2 separate regions of the Gasterosteus aculeatus genome follow, and region 2 is linked to region 1. A link is a contact called in public Hi-C data. All regions are on one chromosome and are shown on one strand. Each heading gives the region's core, a stretch centred on a gene start, on an enhancer-like site or on the middle of the called end of the contact. The rest is flanking DNA. Distances are from core to core; before and after follow the strand shown. Region 1 overlaps prkcaa (protein kinase C, alpha, a). Region 2 overlaps prkcaa (protein kinase C, alpha, a).

What was found. A called contact is a pair of places that touch in the nucleus more often than the background predicts.
Region 2: a Hi-C map of liver shows a contact between it and region 1, with 2.7 times the contacts expected there. The contact joins two enhancer-like sites. A contact is called at or near these places in 3 of 6 Hi-C or Micro-C datasets (blood and trunk muscle, liver and whole body).

The regions. Positions count from the first base shown.
Region 1 is chr9:10,566,768-10,573,746 of fGasAcu3.hap1.1, forward strand. All of the region lies in intron 3 of prkcaa (protein kinase C, alpha, a), which reads right to left. Among protein-coding and RNA genes, the nearest start is that of prkcaa, 50 kb to the right of the region's middle. Within about 2 kb of position 3,459, at least 1 of the 9 cell types and tissues checked has open chromatin away from gene starts, as enhancers often do.
Region 2 is chr9:10,611,201-10,617,711 of fGasAcu3.hap1.1, forward strand. All of the region lies in intron 2 of prkcaa (protein kinase C, alpha, a), which reads right to left. Among protein-coding and RNA genes, the nearest start is that of prkcaa, 5.8 kb to the right of the region's middle. Within about 2 kb of position 3,626, at least 4 of the 9 cell types and tissues checked have open chromatin away from gene starts, as enhancers often do.

The sequences.
Region 1 (6,979 bases), core at 2,209-4,708:
TCGTTATGAGAAGTGTTTTTCATTCACTTTCACACTATACAAAGCCAATTAGAAACCTGCAAATACAGTACACGTATGTGATCTGGGCAGGACGAACACCTAAATGCCTGTGCCTAATGCCTAAAAGACTGTGGCCTCTTTCACGTCTTCCAACAGACGCTGCTCTCACTTCACTTTAAACTAAGGCTGCAGTGTACTCTCGAGCAGTGGTCCCCAACCTTTTTTACCTCACGGACCGTTTTCATGTCAGACAATATTTCGCGGACCGGTCGAGAAGGTCCGCGGAATAACGTGAGGGGGGGGGGCTGTAGTAGTCGCACGCTCTGTGTTCGCTGGTGGGCGAAACTGGTAAGAGGACAATTGTAAACGTGAAGAAAAACGCCTGGTGACGCGAGGGGAATATGTCAGAGGGACGAGCGCATATAATTAGTAGAAAAGCCGGTCAATTTTCAAAATAAAACATTTTTCTGAAGAAAAAATAAAAAATACTTTCTGTGGTGCGGCCCGGTACCAAACGCGGCCCGGTGGTTGGGGACCACTGCTCTAGAGGGTTAGAAAAATGGACCACATTGACGGTTCTATTTTGGGGTCTTATTGTATGGAAGACTTTGGAATGACTCAAGTGTAGCAATCATCAAAGAGGCTGGTCGCTAATACAACCAAGCGGCCTCCCGCAGAGTCAAAAGAGATCCACCTGGTGTGACATTTGCAGCCAGAGACACAGACAGACCGACACAGAGAGAGAGAGAGTGTGACGCACCAATTGTCACTTCATCTTTTTCATTTCCTTCATTCGCTTGTCTCTTTGACATCCATCGTCAGTACGGGGCGGAGAAAAAGATTGTACCAGTGACGCTTGAAGGTGAACAATTTCCTTAATATCAGGCATCAGACATCACTAAAACTAAACTCCCGTGTGGGTTATCTTACCCCACTTTTACCCAGCACCCCCCACGGAGAGTTGACATTTAAAATGAAGGTGGCAATGGCTCCTCACTGTAGTAGTTTGGGATTCATCCTCTCTTGTGGTTAACCTGCTTATGTGTGTGTCTTTGCACTATCACAGACACATACATGCAGAACCACTTGGACAGGCTCCCCAGGGCGGTTTTATAGTATCTATTGCTTGTGTTAGATATTTCCTGAATATGTACAGTTACGAGTCATTGTGCAAACCCTTTCACAAGATACTAATGACCAGCCATGGCCTCTGTTTCATTGTGTCACCCAATCTCCTCACTGCTGTCAACTTCTAATTATATCTTACATCATGGTAATTACATTTACCTTCTTCCGTCAAACCCAACTGTGCTACAAAAATGGTGGCCCTCGCCCTCGTCACAGTCTCCGACGGATGGACCCGCGCAGGTCCATTGATGATAAAGCATTGCGGCGTGCAAATTAGAGATGGAATGACCCCATCAACAGCATCTAGCCATCACTTGACTCCCGCTTGACACAGGGGCACAAATCATGCTGCTGGTTGTCCTTGTTTTAGACCGCAGCTCCAGGACTGTGGTTACTAAGGTAAGGCTTTGAAGACAACAAAATGGAGCTATCACTTCTCCAGACATGAGGTGTTGGGCTATGCAAGGTTACTATTTTTAGCGTACAAATCACCACCCTGATTCCTCTTGGCCTTTCACTAAGCTGCTGAGTGCTGGGAGGGAGGCCAGGCTGCCACCACAGCTCACAGGGGGTTTTCCTTGCCGTGTTGTATCTGTTAACACATCTGTCTGCAAGCGGAGATGAAGATAATAGCTGACATTTCTTCTGCCCCAGTTTCCCTTTTGGCTGATTCTGTAAAAATGTATTCTATCCATCAAAGTGCTTTTCTATTGAGCTTCTCTGACAAACTTGGTGTGGTATGTTGTATTGTCATTATTGAATCCAGTACGGTGAACCTCAAGGGTCTACGCTGGGTCCACATCTACTCCATCTATACAAGCTGTCAATTGAGTTATTTCTGACACGTGAGTAGAATTTGCATAGCTGGAAAAGTGCTTACAAAGTCAATCGGGTATGAATCAAAATATTTTGTAAACCGTTTCCATTCTAAATGGAAATCAGTTCCAAAATTAGGTCAATCATTCAAGTCCAGTCAGCACAAACAACACTGCAATTTAAGTTTGATTTCTGAAATAAAACCAAAATATGTCAAACACAGTGACAATTTTTTCTATTTTTAAAGGATCTAATCTCATCCAGCGTGTATTTGATTAACGTTTCAAGTTAACACAGTTCAGGTAACATCTGAAGTAATTGGAACTTAATCCAATTAAATAATCCAAAATCTCTGAATAAAGTAAAACTTGAGGCAGGCTAAGCCACCTTTGTACACTATTATCCCATAATACCACACTTTGCATCCAGTTGCATTGCATCCCTTCAATAATGGCTGTCAGTCAACTCTGCTAAAATGTCAAGAACACAGGAACCTTGTGTTTGAAGTTGTACTCAAGCACGTGTGCCAGTAACAAGGGAGCTGCTGATGCAGACACCCCGTATGTTGCCCCCACTTAATAACAGCATCCTTATCCCCCGCTGGTGCGAGTCGGCTTTTGTGAGCCCCCTGCTGCAAATTAGACCCATTTCCTTTGAGCAAATGCACACAAACGCATCCTAATGTGAACATTGATGAATGATCATTTTCAACTGTACAATTCATAATACCTTTTTTTTGTTTTGTCAGTCACCAGCGAGAGCATTTGCGACGTTGCAAGTGAAAACCGTAAACACAAGAGAAGCTTATCAACAACCCAAAGCTCTTAAAAATATAATTCAAGAAGATGCTTATTTCCGTTCCATTGGCGTAGTTTACTTAAATGGACCATTTAAAGAAAAGCACAGCAGGAGACTTGACTGAACTCCGTTAAAAGCTCTTTGAACAAAACCTCCTGTTTGCCTTTGCACAGCTGGAGCAAATTGAGCTCCAAGCAAGGTGATCCGCCACCCACGCACACACGCACACTGCAGAGACATGTTCATTTGCTTCATTAGCATCGCCACGCACATTAGTGCTGTGAGTGACATCCATAAGGTCAGCGGAGCACCAGGGGGTTCTTCACAGCCGTCACATCGGCTGGAAGATGACTGCACAACCTACTGTTGCCTTTCAAAACTGCCGTTGATTCGGCCGTGTTACATAAATAAATTGGCTTTTTTTAGACGTCGGCGCTTTTTGCCAGACGCTTAATAATTAAAAGGACTTGAAAGTTATTTATAAGACAGTCTTGGCAGAGCCTTTTTTTAACTTTAATGAGCCAGCAGACAGGGGCATTGGCTTGGCTGTTCAACTCTACCCTCTGCGGTTTTCATTGCAGAAAAACGCAATAAAAGTTACCATGCCTGTTTTGGGGGGTTTGAATTTTGGACTGGAGGAGTAACACTGAACACAAGAATGAACACGCATTCGGCGAACATACTGTTCAGCCTGGGGTGAAAGGGAGTTGGTGTTCAAAGAGCTTCATGGGAAGAGAGAAGGAGGGATATTTATATTTAATATGAACCGAGGTGCTGCCCCAGAGGTAACCAGCGATCCAGTGTAGAAGTACTATAGGCAAACTCACTACTTCTATTCTCAGAAGTCAGGTCTGAAATACAATGTGGACAACAGTGGCAGTTGGTCAGAAATAGACGTGAAGCAGTAGACGTAATTGATGATCTAGTTAGAGATTAATGCGGTTGGTCAGCCTTCCTTCAAATCATCAAAGGTCAAGGTCAACAAAAAAAATGTCATTGAGGAGGGTAATAAATCCTCGCCAGACAATAAAATACATTATTCTGTACATTTTGTTATAGTGTAAACCATTCCTGCAGTAATCAGTTGGATCAATCATCACAGAGGTATGGTTGATAAATGATCTCCTCACTGTTAAAGTGAGACTGAATTTCCTCAAACAGTTTCAGCACAATGTTTGCTCAATACTGCAGGCAACTCCCGAGCTTTTGAGCTGCTTCAGTCAACGGGCAACATGTTGGAAGCACTGCAAGAGAAACACTTTCCAGGTTGTGACCAACTGTTGTTTGCTTTTTATCCTTGTCTGTGTCAATGCAGGTACAACTATTCACCCGGTGATGAGTAACAAACACAAGACAGCTCTGCGTCTCATGAGATACAGAAGGACAGGAGCTGGGTGGCCTGTTTGTAACTTGTATCATTCTATTTCTGGGGTTCTGGCGACGGTTCAGCTTCAGACGAGGTCAAGTTTAGACTCCAGATCCTCTCGAGCTTTTGTCTCAAGCACTTTTGTGCGCACTGACATGCAGGACAGTTGTAGCACATGGCCTTGGATCTTTAACAAAACAATACCAAGACAAAGACCTTAGTTCGCTCTGAACTTTCGGCCACACTCCACCCATGTAAATGTGTCACATGATAGATACGCATGATAACAATAACAAGATAAGATACTGTCACAAAACAGTGTAAGATCCCAGGAGGTTTATCTTGATTCAATGATAAACGTGCACACCCGATGGTGCCTTTGACACTTGATGGACGAGTGGCACAGATGACGAGTGGCACAGATGACGAGGCCCGGCGGCTCGCCGGCGGGCGCTGCTGAGGGCAAACTCTTGTCCAGCAGCAACTGTGACACCGAGTCACTTTGAGGTCAAGAGCGGCTCCAACTCTCCCATGCGTTGGTCATCAGTAATACTTGGAGCTGCAAGATACTTGCTGTAAACAAACCTCTGAGGGACGGATGGAATGTTTGTGTGTGTGTTTATACTTTGGAAACTAAATTGTGTGACTTCGGTGCACTGCAAATCTCTGCGTGTTTCTGTGTGTGTGTGTGTGTGTGTATATGCAGAATATATTCGTAAGATCTTTGTGGTTTTGTGGGCGTGCGTGTGTCTTTGCGTGTAATACCAGTTCCTACCACACTGCAAAAACAGCAGGTTGGTGACTCCCTGACACGCAGTCAGGCGAGCCACAGCGGGTGGGAGCTTGTGAACGGCTCCTTCCGGTCAAGAAAACATCAGTGGGAGAACAATGCCGCTATGCGTTGTGCCTGGTTGTTCCGATTACAATAAAAATGTCAAAAAGAGCTTTTTGCATCCAGTATCCTGCGAACGATTTACCTTTACAACTCGTGTGTAAACAGATACACTGAGGATGCTGTCTGCGATACCGCTGAGCTGAGAAAATGTGCTTCTGGCTGATGTCCCCTGAATGTGAAATGGCTGGTACCTGTTTCTATGCAGCCTGAACAAACCCTATTTTGGTGCTTGAGAAGATTTCATGAAACAAAACGGTACGGCCATGTGAAGCACTGCGTGAGTGCTAAAAGGTCAATATTGTGTTTTAGGTCAACCGCTAAAGTCTTCTCCAGTGGGAAGCTTTTCACCAGCAAGTGATACAGCAGCTGCCAGGGGCCACACCCATCCTCTACACACACACACACACACACACACACACACACACACACACACACACACACACACACACAATATGTAAGCACTTACACCCTTCTGCATCGTCTCCCCCCCAAGAAAAGCCTTGATCGAACCACATTTCAGAAAGGCATGTCACAGACCATTAGCAAGAGAGACACAAGATCTGTTAGTGTTCATTAGGATCCCAGAGTATATAAATATCATCAGCCCTGCAGCCCATGGGACTCTGCCTCTGTCAATTAAGAAAATAAATGGGATGAATGATATATTTCTGAAGAAAAGATGTGTTGAGACAACCAGTATTTTCTTTAAGGCTTCACTTCCCCTGTGACTGAAGGCTGCTATGTGTAGACTAAAGGTGACCACTTGTTATTGCACATACTGGTACGTCATACAGCTGAGTGAGGGCAGCCATTGACTGTACATCCATGCACTGATCAGAATTTGCTAGAGATCAACAATTCAAATGTCATTTGAGTGAGCTGCCCACAAAGGGGCTAATGATAGCAATACCGTATTTAAAGGTGACTCTCATCACCTAACCCTAACTGAATTAAGCTGCTGACATGCATCGTCTCTGCGCAGCAATTAAGATAAAGGCCCCGCTGTGCAGGCCACGTGGTGAGTAATCATTCCCGTTATGGTTCAGGTTTGTAGGGATGCTTCTCAGCCCAGGCTGTTTTTTTAGACTTCCAACCTTCTTTATAACATTACATCACATTACATGTCATTTAGCTGACGCTTTTATCCAAAGCGACTTACAATAAGTGCATTCAACCATAGGCTACAAACTCAGAAGAACAAGAAACAAGAAAGTGCAATTTCCTCAAATAAGCCAATTTACAATTTGCTATAGATAAGTGGCGTCATAAGTACAATTTAAGTGCTACAATAACGACTTTACTTTGATCGACCAATCAAAAGTTAGAGCAATTTTTGTTTGAAATAAAAATAGGTCATATATATATACATACATACTCATATTGTTGTATAGCTACAGCTATGTCACAAGAGCAATGAACCAATGTTGAATTTTAATCTCTGGGGGGAGTTCAAGAAACCTCTAAAGATCCATAGTCTGACTCTATAAACACTTCACAGACAATTTATTAACTGTTTATGGAATCACTTTCTAATGTCTGTGGGTCAAAGAGCATGGGAACTTAACATAACATCTATTTTTGTCTGCATTTTAATTAAACTTTAAGTGTATGCCACAAACATCAATCTGTGCTATTACTTTAACATATCTGTGCACAGGCTTTTGTCTCGGCGCACATGAAAAGCCGAACTCTGGGAAAATGGTTGTTATATATTAGCGATCGCATATTGTAGCCTAAAGAACCCTTGAGCCTTTCAGGGTGTGTTACAGTCAACGGGCCTTTTGACATTCACGCAGTGCTTCATGTTGTCCCAACTGCTTTTTTATCTGGAAAACACATCTCCTTTTCATTTCCCTCCACTCCCACTTCCTCCTTCTTCCTCAATCCTGCACTTCTCCTTCGCTCTCCCGTCCATCCGCATCCGCACTGATTGTAATGAAAGTTATGGTTCACATTTTTTAACTTGAAAGACTTTG
Region 2 (6,511 bases), core at 2,376-4,875, 45 kb after region 1:
CTTTGGGTTTTTTTGTAACTTGCAGTCCTGAGCTTTAAGCCAATGCTTCTTACATTCACTCACTACCAAACTCAACAATGTGAAACTTGAAGCCTGCATTGAGGTTCAGGTATTCTACTACAAAATGCCCCAACAACATGCCAAAAACACGCATTCAGAAGAAGAATTGGAACAAGTTGCACGCCCAAATAGAACCTGGGACAGCATTTTGTGTTAATGAAGGGAATAATACATGTACATGAAATACAAATCCAGTATCCAGCAGCACGAAGACATGTGATGCTTTGCTGTAGCTGCTGGGGGGGTGGGGGGGGGGGGGGGGTCAGGAAAAACCTGACCACTCAAATTCCATGTGACATCAGCATGACAGCAGGGACATGGACGTCATCCCACCTGGGACTGCTCAGTCACTTCCCTTCCTGCTCTCAAATCCCCTCATCAAACTGTGAAACAGATTTGAGCTCCGTCATGACAGCAGCACGCAGGAACTGAATAAGGCTCCATTATCTACCGACATGCAGGTGTCACAGGACGCAGGAGCCTCCCTGTGCCAAGGAACACAAAGATCGGCATCGACGCGTCACCACGGGTCTCCATGGAAGCCCAGAAGGTAATCTAATGCAAACATCACGACTCCATTTCAAATATTGACGAATTGATCGATGCTTATTTTTGAAAGCGCTGGGTTTTACAAATTCAAACACAATCCCTCTGGGTTGGCAAATGTCAGTAACAGAAGCATGTTTTTTCTGCAAAACCACAAGCTTAAACAATGGCAAACACAGGGATAATATAAGGAATATGTTGAAAAACAACAGGGCATTTTCCCCAAATGCATTGTGGGAGTTCAGCTGATAAATAATTCAGAGCGCCATGATAGATTAGGCTACTCTTAATGCAGCTGGTCTGAATTGATTGCCTCAAAAACAGGAAGAGACCAGAGGCTTTCAGGGAAACTCAAGGCGGCCGTACAGTTTAATGCTGTTTCTGATGTGAACAGTTCCCCCCCCCCCCCCCAAACTCATCATGATCCCGCTGAGGACACACAATGTCAGAGGTGGCATGGAACCATGTGCCAAAGCACTGTGCTCCACAAAGAAGACGGTCACAGGTGACAGAAACAAGGGGTCACAAACCTGTGACCCTACATTGAAATGTCAGATTTGAGACACGGGGCAGATATTTCAAACAGGCAACACTTGAGGTTAGTTCGCGCACAGTAGACTTTTAGAAAGACGCCACATTGACGCTGTTTAGGAGGCTCTGAAAGACGTATAAAACGGTCGTTTTTTGACCCATTCGTACCCTTTCGATGCTCAGCGTGGTGAGCGGCCAGTCAAAATTGAGCAGCACCATGTTAACAACATCTTTGAGAGCTGCTGTGACTTTAAGTGTTTTTGTGGTTGTTTATTTTCATTTGACAAGCCAGCGACAGAACTCAGGGCTCATAGAAGTTATCACCAACGCGGGCAATATGGACTGTTTTTTGTTCTCACAGATCACACCGCAGTTTGGACTGAAACTAACAGTAACATGCGTTGTTTTGCAATGGTGAACCGTGGTGGTGCTCAGTTTACTGCTTTGCTAGAGCAGCGTGAAGTAATTAGGGCCATTTCTCTTCAGGCACCAGGGAGCAGTGTGCAGGTCGGGGTCCCGTTCACCGTCTAGCATTCAAAGGCGTCAAACACAGTTAAAAATAGCTGCCAGTGGCGATCATTGAGTCAAGTGTACAATGGGGTCACATTACTGCAAGAGAAAGGAATAATGAATATTGTCTTCCAGATACTCAAAATGAGTGGCAGCAGTTCACGTCCTTTTGTTATCACACATTGGACATCACAAGACAGAGCAAGTGTCCATCCATAAACAGAACCTGCTACATGCATTGCAGTGTGTCTCTTCAGGGCCCCGGGGAGCAATCCTAAATATAGCCTAGGTTGAACTCTGGCCCCTTCCGTCTCCAGAACATACACACACACACACACACACAATGAGAACCCCACATGTGCCATGATGCCTCATCTCTTCTCTGCTTGCTTCAAAATATGTGTATCTTGATGAACGTTAACGATACGAGAAGAAGATCTACATCAAACCAATTCTACGTTTGCTACTTCCTTCTGCGTGACCTAGATGTGAGGAAGGGATTGGACATGTGGGAGTGTGTGTGTGTGTGTGTGCAGAAAGACAGAGAGTAGCCATGTAGGAGGCCGCTGCGGAGGGCAGTTTTCTTACTCTGAGCAGAAGAAATTACATAGACGGAGAAACATGCAAGAAAAAGACAGCGGAGAGGAGGAGGAATGGAAAGACCAGATTTGGAGATTGGAAGAACAAAATTCAGCTGTTTGCATCAAAGCGGTTAGCATCTGTTTCATCTGCTTCCTTTTTCCAAGTACACTTACATCAGAGAGGAAGGCATAAACAAAGGCCAGGCCGGTCGGCCTCTTAGGTGGCGGAGACAAAGCAACAGATGCAGAAGAGTGACCGGTCTTTCAGTCTATAGGGCTTATGAGAATCCCGGGACCACAGTCAACAGGGCTTTCATGTCCCGTCCCATCCCACAATCAGTTCTTGGAGGCCAAATAACAGCGTGGTAATTGTTTTTTAAGGCTTTCATGGTTGAAACTGTAACAAAAAATCACTTCCCCAAAGTTGTGTGGGAAAATAAATAATATATATATAACACATATAGTGCAAACAGAAAAGCTTTCTCTGGGAGAGCCTCTAATTGTGGGATTTAAATTCCTTTTTAGCGAGCCCAGAACCTGCAGTGGCACTTATGGAAGTCCTAACGAGTCCCTTTGGATTAGGACTTCAAAGTTGAATCACTGGGGGTTTTAATCGTTGCCCGTTTTCTGGTCGCTGCTATTAAACCACCAAATGAATAGAATTGCGCTCCATTGGATGGAAGAAACTAAGGACAAAAATAAGCTGTGGTAATTCAATCTATTTGAGTATTACCGTTGTCTAATGCAAGCAGCTTTGGTCATTTGTTGATTCACTGACGCCTTAGCGGCCACTAATCCTCCTGGGATCCACACAAGACTGCTCGGCTACTGAACCTCAGAGAGACGCTACTTACAGTTATTTCACCGTAAAAGCAGCCCGAGGCTGATTTGTAATTAACCCTCACGAAAAGATGGAGTTTATTGCCCGCCGGGTGACCCCTCTGGAGGAGTAAAAGCACGAACCAATGTATCACCGTCCGCAGGACCAACATATCTGCCGAGCCGTAGCCGCGGCGCCGTCGGATGTCGGCTGCTGGTTGGGCCTCAACGTCTTCATTCATCAAAAATGCGCAGGTCGCCGGTACAACACTTTAAGTGCGCACAATGTGCGTCGTGTTTCTGGCCACTGACCACCGTAGTCTGCATTACAACCAGGCCTCTCACGCAGGAGCAGAAAGAGCCCGTCGACATGGAAACTCAGGAGTTTACCTTTCCACGGCCTGTCAACACGGGCCCTACTGGCATGACGGGGTGGCGGATGTGTACTAGGATGCTCCCCGTACTGTCCAAACACTGAACAGCACGGGTTAAACAAAGACACTGTGTACTGATGGGATCTGCCGGATGAGGAAAACATCAGTGCAGAGCCATCGCGCTGCGGACACAAGCGGGACTCGCTCCTCCCCTGTGAAAGACACAACAACCACACACACACACACACACACACACACCGGAACAGCTTCTTTCCCCGGGCCGCCCCCCTGGTGAACACACCGTGTCAGAAACAAATCTGTGTGCATATTTATTCAAGCATCCTTGCCCTTGTATCTCCATTTCATATGTTATTGGTCTACAGATTTATGTCTGTACGCATAATAGGTAAATGTTTATGCTGACCTTTGTTCTACTTTGTTGCCCTTGTCAAACTCCCGTATACATGGCAGGAAAATTTCCGAAAGGATTTGTAGCCGCTATCATTTGTATATCAGAGTCAAAGACCACTAACTATCAAAAGGACCAAATAGGCCGGGCTGCTTTCATGGATTCTCTCTGACAACTGGTCCAACTGCGTATAGCCAGCAGGCTACAACAGGGGTAAAGAAACCAGCTATTGAGGGGACATCTCGGAAATACCCATTAGCTTCCCCTTTTCATCTTTGGAAAGTCTTGTGGGGAAAGTCAGTTGTCTGTAATCCAGCAATAAACATCCGATGCAATGTGGAAATCAGAGGCATTTCTCAAGAAACCCGCCGATCGACACAAATAACCTGTTACGAGCAGCATATGGAGCAGAAAATTAAACGTGGGCACCGTTGTAATATTATTTCACTTAGAATAACCAGAAGAAAAACAGTGTGTGAACAGTCTGTGAAGCCTCCAATATGTGTTCTAAGAGGAATTTACCTCAGACACTTTTACACGAGCAGCAAATGACGTCATCGCTTTAAAAGTGTCCGCAGCTCCTTGTCGTGCGCCACCCAATTTTTGTAACCCATGCCACAGAGTACAGCTAAGTATAAACCAGGTTGAAATGAACATTTCCTGCTTCACACTTCTCAAAAACCCCTGACTGATCAAATCTGAAATAGGATCGACCGCGCGGGTGGAAGGGCACCAAGTTCTCATGATACCGACGACGCGCTGTATCGAAAAGTCACCTGGTGGCAGAAATCTGAGATTAGCTCGACCACCTGGAGCAAGGAATGAACATTACACGGACGCTCCTTTCAATAGGAGCTTGAATAAGAATACTTGACCGCCACACATTTAAGCAGGGATGCTCAGTGGGCGACAGGGGGGGGGCGGCGGCTTTGACTGAACGAAGGCGAGGCTGCAGGACGGGATTACACAGTCAGAAACCAGAGAAGAACAATACCAACCGACAGCCGGTATGAAAAACAGTGAATGCGTACGGGTTGCCCGGCTGCATCATGATGTTGACTAAACTCATTTGAGATACCAGGCTGCACCGACGCAGCAGGCCAGAGAAAAAGAGCCACAGGAGAAGTAGCCATGTGAAGACGTACAGACAGCGCACAATGCAGATAGCATCTAGACAGCCGGCAGGATTTTGTTTCCACAACATTTAACTCTCCCCAAAATAGACTTTGCTCTAATGTTTCATTACGAGTGTCACTTGAGGATTGAGATTTATTTTTTTCCTGCTTGCATCAAGATGCAAGATGTTCAGAACAATAAACCTAACGTGTTGCACAATGTAACAACTCTTTTTCTCATTGATGAATTAGCCAATTACTTTCTACATTCATCGTAATTTGGTCAATAAAATGACAAAATAATCAAATCGACATATATTTGTCAAAGAATAATCCAAACAACAAAGATATTACTTTTCTTTACGAAGTGGGTTTAATATCTCACTTCCTATCTGCTTCTAGTACCACTCAAAAGTCTTTCTTTTCGTTCAATTCAATGAAAACCAGTTTGTGTCCGGACTTGTACACGGGTACTGTGCCGCCCACATTACGCTGAGAAAAGAGACATTTGCAGGGCTGAAAATGAAATGTCACTCTTGTTAGAGAAATGCCAATCTCCGGTTTTATTACTTTGTCACTTCAAGTAGTGACTGAGAGGCTCGCAGGCTCTGCTGGAGCCCTCGACCCTCATTTTCTAGAAGCTTAAGTTGAATAATTGATGGCTGAACAGATATTATAAAGTGTGTGTGGGGGGCGGGGGGCGGGGGGGGCTTTCTCTCTTTGAATAGCCGCAGTGTAACCAATGACCTTAATAACCAATTACCTTCACCTTCATGAGGCACGCATTAGTTATTAAACACTATTTATAGCAGAAGAAGAATGAGTGGTTCGTTTTAAATACAAGAAAAACCTGCACAGCACCATTTGCCCGTTGCCCACCCCCCCACACCCCCCCTCCTCTCCCCCGGACGTTTTTCTAATCATTCCATCTACTACGTATGAAACGCTGCAAACAAAGAGGGCAAAGGTGAAAACAGCGAGTCGCTGCTGAAGCTGAGCAAGGGGGGCCGGGGGGGGGGGGGGGGCCGCAGACATGCCAGGCTGTCAACGCCCCGACACCCTGGACCGAATCATTCTACGCAGGACGCTTTCTCACAAATATTAAGCGAGCAGCCGGCAGTAGGAGATGTCGCCGTGGGGCAGGTGTTGGGGGGCTTTGTAGCAGGCAGTGGAAGCGATCCTATGAAGTGAACACTTCCCAAGCACCGAGGGCACTACGAGGCGCCTGAACGCATCGCTGCGAGGATTAGCGCGCGTCTCTTCCACGCTCTCAAGGGAGGCGCTCCGGATCCCTCGACGTCAAACGCCCTGTGAAGTGTTTATGTCTTCTACAGAGAGAGAGAGAGAGTGACTCTACTGTGTGCAAGGAACGATGCATCCAGAGGAGGTTTTCCCAATCAAGTCATGTGACACAGCGTCAACTCTCTGCACGCAGCCAGCAGAGCAAAGTGATCAAATATTCAACTTACCTTTTGCACGCTTTTATCCAAAGCGACTTAAGTGCATTCAAGCAAGAGGGAACAGGCCCAGAATTACCGTAAGTGCTAATACAGTGCTACCTAGTCC